Regions from separate parts of the Danio rerio genome. Here region 2 is linked to region 1. The links are chromatin contacts, called in public Micro-C maps. All regions are on one chromosome and are shown on one strand. The core of a region is the stretch at or near the end of the contact, and the rest is flanking DNA. Distances in the headings are between cores, read along the strand shown.

The links. A called contact is a pair of places that touch in the nucleus more often than the background predicts.
Region 2: a Micro-C map of caudal fin shows a contact between it and region 1, with 8 times the contacts expected there. The contact joins the promoter of mpp7a here to the promoter of mkxa in region 1. A contact is called at or near these places in 1 of 18 Hi-C or Micro-C datasets (caudal fin) and 1 of 4 datasets of contacts at active chromatin or transcription factors (caudal fin).

The regions. Positions count from the first base shown.
Region 1 is chr12:24,721,496-24,725,904 of GRCz12tu, reverse strand. mkxa (mohawk homeobox a) reads left to right here and starts at 2,387. Exons shown (of 7, transcript NM_001098733.2): 1 at 2,387-2,490; 2 at 3,153-3,430. The coding sequence starts at 3,255.
Region 2 is chr12:25,033,278-25,037,511 of GRCz12tu, reverse strand. It overlaps mpp7a (MAGUK p55 scaffold protein 7a), which reads left to right and starts at 1,985. Exons shown (of 16, transcript NM_130976.1): 1 at 1,985-2,030. The coding sequence starts at 1,994.

The DNA.
Region 1 (4,409 bases), core at 1,138-3,637:
AATATGGCTGCAATACAATGTATCAAAGTTTGAGAGATTAGCATGAACAACCACTAAGTTGTCCCTCAAAAAAAAAAAAAATACAATAGCCTTACTCTCATCCCCAGTCTTTTGTATGTTCTCATCAGCCACTGAAAATGAGAAGCTGTTTTGCGACTTTGGTAGGATAGAAACACTACAAATAAACCTAGATCCTAAATAAGACACTTGGTCTGGCAGATACCCAAAGAATCAGGGCCGTTTACTGGCGAAGTGGGTCATTACACTATCAGCGAGGCTTCAGAGAGCACATTATCTCTCCCACTACCACACCTTTACGCCGTAGGCATCCCACAGAATGAAGCACGCCACTGAGTGATGTGTGATTGTACCTGCCCAAGGGTATGTGGTCAGTCTGGATATGCCACCGTTAGAGTAAACATGTGGGCGACCACATAAATCCGGACAGGCGAGAGAGAATAAGAGAAAAGACATCATTTCAGTGGTTGATTGCGGTCGAGCATAACTGTCCCTTTCTCTCCATTGCATTCACTGGGGCTGTGAGTCATCCGGGTGATGTCCGGGAGAGTTTGTTCATTAAATAGGTAAAAATACACCCAAATAAAAGGAACACGCCAATTATACGGGGCGTAAGGAGCACACATGTGCCTCCGAGTTTAGTCACTTCACCTCCAAACACTACCCTGGATAAACCCGAAAGACACAGTCAATGGCATTCAATGCGACGTGTAAGTCGTGTAATTTGGGAAAATGAGAGGGTACCAGATTCACATCGACGCTCGCGAGAGAACTCACGCGAGCCGCGTTTCCTCAGCACGCGAAGTCTCCAGATAAAGCGTCGCACATGGCGTTGATGTAATTAATTTGTTTATATATTGGTTTATAGAGGTTCTCGAGCGAACTGGAATAGAAGTAATTGTAGACCTCGCTAACCATGTTTGGAAAAGAATTAGGATGTTCATTGAAGTGATCCCGCTCTCGAAATGTTAAGACAATAAAAGTGAGGTCTTGAGGGATTTTGTGTCCTAGCAGTAAGCGTTTTGGGTGAACCCAGACTTCCGCGAGGTCTTCCGTTATTACAGGGAATAAAACCAGATTTATTATTAAAAGATATCATGCCATTTGATGTGGAGTATTATATGTAACATATATTAGATTACATTTTCAAGCGTTACATTTTTGCAATGAAGTCAATGAGCATGAATAATAATTAATCAATAATTCTTTATTAATAATATTGAGCTGAAACACTAGAAAAACTTGGGTATTATAAATCTAAAAAATTGTCACATTTGAGCTTGTATCTCAAAATAATTAAATAGGATATAAGTCAATCAATCAATCTTGTTTGGCCGCATTCCCATCGTTTTTTAATGTCATACTGCTTTCAGGTTTTAGGGCAATGTTTAGATTGAAAAACTAAAAACAAAATTTTGTTTCTATGATCAATTAGTCATGACAGCGTGTGTTTTTTGTTCATAACTTATAAAACTAAGTTCATGTTCAATTTTGTAAGTTATGCAAGCTGTTTTAAGTCAGTTTAACATAATTTAAATTCAATGCCAACCAAGTAAGGTTAATTTGGTTCAACTTAAAAAAAACAAAACAAAACAGGGCAACCAGATTTTTTTACAGGGCAAGCATTAAAAAAAGGTTTAGCAACAATATTCTATCATCATCATCATCATCATCATCATCACTATATTATTATGTTATTATGTATTACCATTTGTAAAACTCCAGCTTTAATAACAACAATGGTGTTTTACTATTAAAAATATTACAATTATTAAATATTATTTATTTTTAGTTAATTTTAATAGGCTAGTTAATTCTCGTAAGAATTTGCCCATAATATGCTATAAAACGTCTTCAATACGGGTTACAATATATGTAGCTAATTGAAAGTTTCTAGACTAAAATGGAAATTTGATATCAGCAGATATAGTATGCCTAATATTTCTCCTATAATAAATTCATATGGTATTCCCTTCAGCAGTCAGTCTACATCTAAATGACTTGTTTCTCCACTTGAGACTACAAATCTGTTGCACGTCAGAATTGTGTCTGTTTTGCCCATCAGACTGAGGTGAAGCTGCTTGTGATAAACTGCGTGCAGTCACACCAGCTCTGGCTGATATTAGTAACTCTATACAACTCTCATTCAGTCGGGTGATGGACGCGGTCCAGACGTGAACCCACACAAGGGAATACACTGTTGCACTGGCTGTGTCCCGGTAGCCTCCCCCTGCACGGCGGCGGAACCGGCATAAAACATTCACAGTATGTTCGCCGTCTGAGCCGCTTAGCTGGGAAACACGAGACGAGTCGTGGATTCATGTTCCCGGGCGCGCTTGAATAAAGCGCAGAGGCGAAAGCGGTTCGTGTGGTTTGCGCGCAGGATCTTAGAGCGGAGAACATGTAAGAGGGAATGGGAAACTGGAAACTGGATTACACTTTACAGAAAGACGCAGAAGGAGGAATACACAGGTACGCGCATTCAGCCCACATTCCACAACTGTTTTCAGTCATGACTTGTAAATGTTTTCACTCTGTCGGGTCACTTTCATTCAACTGCACGAAAGGGATGATTCATTAAGTTTTGATGTTTGGTTTATTTCATCGCTTTCCCTGGACAGCAATGACCTCAAATTGTTGACATTTGTTTATGTGAAGTTTTGCAGGATGCTTGCTGTACCGAGTTGTAAATAAACCCCTAAGTGCTGTCAAAACGTTTATTAGAGCTTACATGAAATTAAACAGCAAATGCATTCATTTTTCTATATTTAAAATACACATTGTCTTGTGAAATGAACTGTGTTACTGACCGGTCAAATAAGAATTATAGAGCTGCATGTGCCAAATGTGCATCATTCATTCTGAATACTTGTGCAAAGTTTACATAAACAAAACTCTACAGAAGTTACAAACAAACCAAGTTCATCAGTTTGGTCAATGTTCCTCACTAGAGTCTGTCAGACTCGCGCGCTGAATGACTTTTGCGCGTTTGTTGTGGTTAAATTCTTATTGCTCCTATTAACGGTACATTTAAAAATACCGTCGTTATGCTGCCGAATATTGTTTCCAAATGTACGTCTGGGTCAACTCACGGCTGACATAGAACATAATTGTCATTTTATTCTGCTTCACAGGATTTTTACAGGGCGCTGCGGCTCCGTTGAGTAGGACATCCGCACGGCTGCCAAGCACTTTCAGCGGAAACACGGGGGAAAAGGAGGACTAATATACCAAAGATGAACACAATTGTGTTTAATAAGTTAAGCAGCCAGGTCTTATTCGAGGAGAAGGCGAATGAGGTGGAAAGAAGCAGTCGCAATTATCTAGAGGTGATAGACGGGCAGCATCCGGACCTGCTCTCCAGCAGCCCAGTCCTCAAAGACAGCTCCGCTATCCGGCACAGGAGATCAGGGTATGTCAGAAGACCTCACGGTCTTTTCTGAAATTTACCTCAGATGCTTTATAATTAAACATTATTACATCCCTCCAAAATGTAGACTGTGATTTTATTGATGAGCTTGCACATATTTTTGTTTATCATCTTTTAATTAGATTTTCTGTTCTCAAATGTTTTTAATGGCTGCGGCCGCTTTGGCTGGACTTTTAAAATGAGTAGGTTTCATCTTCACTGTAAATAATTGGGACTTTAAACATTTCTTTTTATTGACGTGAATAATTAGGCTAAACATTCTGTAAAAATACTTTAGAGGAGAAAGTGCATATTGCCTGTTAAAGTCATCTGTGGTCATTTTAACGCTGTTAATGCTTTTAAGCGCGTGACAGCACGGAGAACCTTATTAAAGATAAACATCAAGTTGTTCAATTTGAGGGCCAAGCGGTGAAAAGCGGTGGCACGTCCAACTGTTTGACTTTTCACAGTCCTTTTGTTTTCTTTCCATAGATTTTGAGCTCAGTTGTGGTTTGAGAGCATATGGTTTGAATTTACAGCCTGCTTGGCGACTTCTTATCTAGGATACGTTGAGGTCTCAGAAAGAGAATTGCAGGAAATTAATATTCACAATTCAATTAAGTCGCTGTCGATGGTGCTGAATTAGCAGGGGCTTGTCGATCGGGTACATGAGGTCATTCGTGTTCGGTAGCGAATTTAAAACACGTCCAGGTCTGTTTCTAATAAATAAACATTTCCTTCAACTGTATGTGTGGTCCAGTCAATCACGAATATTTTCGCAGTGAGGGAAACCGTGTCATCCTTTATTTGCCCTGCGAGTTCAGCCTCACCGCCCCAAGCTGTTTATCCCAACCTGTTTTTTATTTGCAGACAACACAGTGCTTCATTATAGGACTGCGATGCACGGTGACACCGAGCCTAAAAGTGATGTCTTGTGAAAAACTTATGCAAACATCCTCCGCTGCGGGTGCGTCTGGCTCGC
Region 2 (4,234 bases), core at 736-3,235, 310 kb before region 1:
ATAAGCAGAAAAAATCGCATGGATTCTGATTTTTTCATATCATATTCAGGGCTTTTTCTTGCAGTATATGAAAATGTATCCAGTATGAATTGGATCTGTGTTCTCATGTAAGCAGGTAGTTTGGATTTTCACCTGTCTGATTACTTTTCTTCCATAATTTATAGTAAAACAACCTGTCAAAAAGAATAAAAAAAAAAAAGTTAACCCTGCGAACAGATTAAATATAGGAATGAAGAAATCTTTTATTATCAGCTGTCAGTCAGCGGCCACTTTTTTACCTAGTCATTGCATCTTTGCTGTCTCCAGTGTAAATGCAGTCAATTGGATAAAAGTCATGTTAAAAAGATGATGTAAGTGGGTTGTCAAAAAAATCAGATATAGTCACATAATCGGATTTAACCATCAAGATCTGCAGTGTAAATGCAGTCTTGGTTGTTCAAGTGTAAAACAAGATAAAAACCTATTTATGCAGCATGATCAGCAGGCTAGCGAAGAAACTCTATTGAAAATACTGGAGTAAAATAAATGTTCATAAAACATGCTGTGGGAAAATGTCATTTAATGGAATGCTGCTTATACAAAATGAGACCAACCTTAAATCGAATATCAATCAGGCAGTGAAGATCATTGATTTTTAAAGAAAACAGACCTTAAACGTGCCAATTTTATAACTGCATGCAGTTCACCAGTGCTTCACTCAGGTTACTGCAAAATTGAAAGTCCTTCTGCATACTTCTGCATCCATTTTAATAAAACTTTAAACAAAGGTTTTATGTATTTAAACCATATTGTTATATAGAGTAAGTATTTTTCCATTTACATCTGAACGATTATTCATGCTGCTGTTTCTGTGGAATGCGGTGTGCATGATAAAATTTGTTAAAAGTTCTCCACGTATTTAGTTTGAGGATACTAACCTGGACATGGACTGTTGTGCATACATTTGTCCATTTTTTAATTTTATTTTAAAGAAAGCGCATGTTGGAAAAAAAGGTGTATACAACTAGCGTTTTCTTGTTTTGAGACTGTTTAAAATATGTTGCTAAGAAACAAAACAAATAAAAAATTTTTTAGCTTGGTGAAAAATCTTTTTCCTTAAATTCTTTAGTGTTTAGCCCAGTGTGAGTCTGAAACCTGCAGAAACTCTGGTGTGTGTATAAATATGTATATATTTATATATATATATACACACTACACACGCACAATACATGCAAGTAATAATTTTGATAAGAGTTTTTAATTTTTCTTCGTAAATGGAATTTTCTCTGAAGATTCACATAATGGCTGCAGCTTGTATGTTGTTGTTGGCTGAAATGGCACCACTAGATGGCAGCAGTGTTCTTTAGTATTATCAGATAGCAGCATATGATTGAATCTCCAGCATACCTTTCATTGCAATCATCTCTCTCTCTTTTCTGTCTCTCTCTCTCTCTTCCTTTGGATTCTTGCTCCACAAACCTGATACTGTGTGATCTATATAGAGCAAGTATGGTTGCCCCCACCTTCCTCTTTCCATCTCTCAGTTTTTCATTTGTTCTTTCAGGCCACCGGTTACAGGTCTTTGGGGTGACATAAAGGTTTCAGGTGCTTTCGGTGCCGCGGCACGGATCCGGGCAGGCACAAGGCCCTGGATGGAATAAAACATAAATTGGAATTGATTCGGGGAACATTCAGGCCTAATGCATCTCTGTCTCTTTCATTCTGTTTCCTCATTTCTTTTTCTGTTCCTTTGCCTTGCATCTTCCTCCGTTTGAACTCCTCATTAGATATTACAAAGTGAGCTCTGTTTGAAGGGCTTGTCCTGTTTGAATCTGTGTATGTGTGCTCGAATAAGAACTTTTTTTTAATGAATGCATTTATTTTTTTTTTTTTGTAGATTTGCCAATGACATAACCAAGGGTTTACAGACTCTTCCTGGGGTCGAGTCGTCCATCCCCAACATTGCTGGGTTGTTACACGTGTGAAGTTTAGAGGAAGCAGATCTTCTGTCATCATGCCGGCCCTCTCCTCCAGATCCGGCAGTGAGATGGGTAACTGATTTAAAACGTTTTAAAAAGTTTTTTGAACACCTTCTTTATAAAACCGTTAGGTCTATTGCCTATATGTGTACTGTATATGACCTAATGCAAAGTTTGAGGTTAGTAAACTATCAAGTTTAATTGTTTTTTACTTTTTGTAAAATGCATTTATAAAACAGTTTTATTATTATAATTTGCCCCTTTGCACCTTTAGGTAAATTTTTTCCATAGAATGTTTAAAATGCACATCTTTTAATGCAAAATAAAATTAATAATAATAGTAATTATAATAATTAATAAATAAATAAATAAATAAATAAATAAATAAATAAATAAATAAATAAATAAATAAATAAATAAATAAATAAAAAAATACCTTAATGCAAACAACTTCAATTTTGCAAAACAAATAAATAAAAAAAATAAATGAATAGATTTGACACTTATTTACATTTAGACTAATTTATTCTAGGCCCAAATTAGCATCTTAATGGCAGAAATTGCCACTTTGCAACCCATTGAAATGGAAATATTTAATCCAATTTAATTAATTAATTCATTAATTAACTTTCCTTCGGTTTAGTCCTTTTATTAATCAGGGGTCACCACAGCGGAATGAACCGCCAACATATTTAACAACATATTACATTTCCCAGTACTGAGAAACACTTATACACTCACATTCTCTCTCTCTCTCACACACACACACACACACACACACACACACACACACACACACACACACACACATTTTATTCATTTATACAGACGCACAGTTTATTCAATCGACCTATAGCGCAAGTCTTTGGACTGTGAGGGAACCCAGAGCACTTGGAGGAAACCCACACCAACACGGGGAGAACATGCAAATTCCACACAGAAATGACAACCGACCCAGCCGAGACTTGAACCAGCGACCTTGCTTTTAGGCGACAGTGCTAACCATTTAGCCACTGTGTCACCCTATTATTTCCCGATGTCTATTATTATTATTATTAGTTAATAGGGGTTCTGTCTGTTGGAAAGGCTTCAGAATTAAAATGACTTAACTATTCATTTTTGGTTATTGTGGCCTGTGGAAAAGGTTTGCACGTTATTGGGAAAAATCTGATATTGCGATATTTTGTTCTGTTGCGATATGAATACAATTTCACCAGGTGATTTAAATAGCTCTATTAGGAAAGATTTCAATTATTTAATTTGACTGGGGTGATTTAAGTCTTTTTCTATGAAGTGGATCTGCATAAAATATAACAAATAATAAAAGTTAAATAAATAGTCCTTTATGGTCTTAACAATAATCAAATGCAAAAAAATTAACGATCTAACTTAAAATAACAAGATCATCATTGTATAATTAATTTTATACAATAATACAAAAATTCCTGTGTTTTCTTTTTTTGTGTGTTTAATATATAATCTAATACTGTGATGTGGCTATTGCAGATACACACATTGCAATATTGGTGCACTATTGTGGATACACACATTGCAATATCAGTGCTCAGATGATATATTGTTTAGTCCTATTATGGATCATATACTCATTATTATTATTATTATTACTATTATTATTATTAATATCATTATTATTTGTTTATTCATTTGTTTTGCTTCTTCTGAGCCTTGCTATTCAATTTAATTATATAATATCTATGATTAAGTGGATTATAGTTGTGTTTGTATGTACTGTATATTTGTTCATATTCTTTTTTCACTGTGACCCCCCCCAACAACCCCCCCCCCCCCCCACACACACACACAAATGAAGCATTAAAATGAATGCAGTTTCTAATAATTTACTTTAAAAACTAAGTTTAGCATTGAGTATTGATTAAATTCTGTTAATTGAAATAAAGCGTTCAAGTCAGGAAAGAATTGAATTAGCATAGTTACGGAAAATCTGTGTTCATGAAATTGGCCAAAGAAAAATTAATATGATGTTTTAGAACAGTTTTTTTTTCTTTTACTTGCACATTTTGTCCTTCGTAGACCTCTGAGTGACTTTTCTTCTGTTTGGACATTTTAATTAATTCCTGTGATGACAAAGCTGAGTTTTCAGCAGCCATTACTCCAGTCTTCAGTGTCACATAATACATCTGAAGTTATCGTAAAGGATGATCCACGCTGCACTGACAGAAGCAGGCCACCAATCATCAAATGAAATGGGTCACTTGTCAGACATTTCAAAATCCAAAAACGTTGGCAAAGTCAGA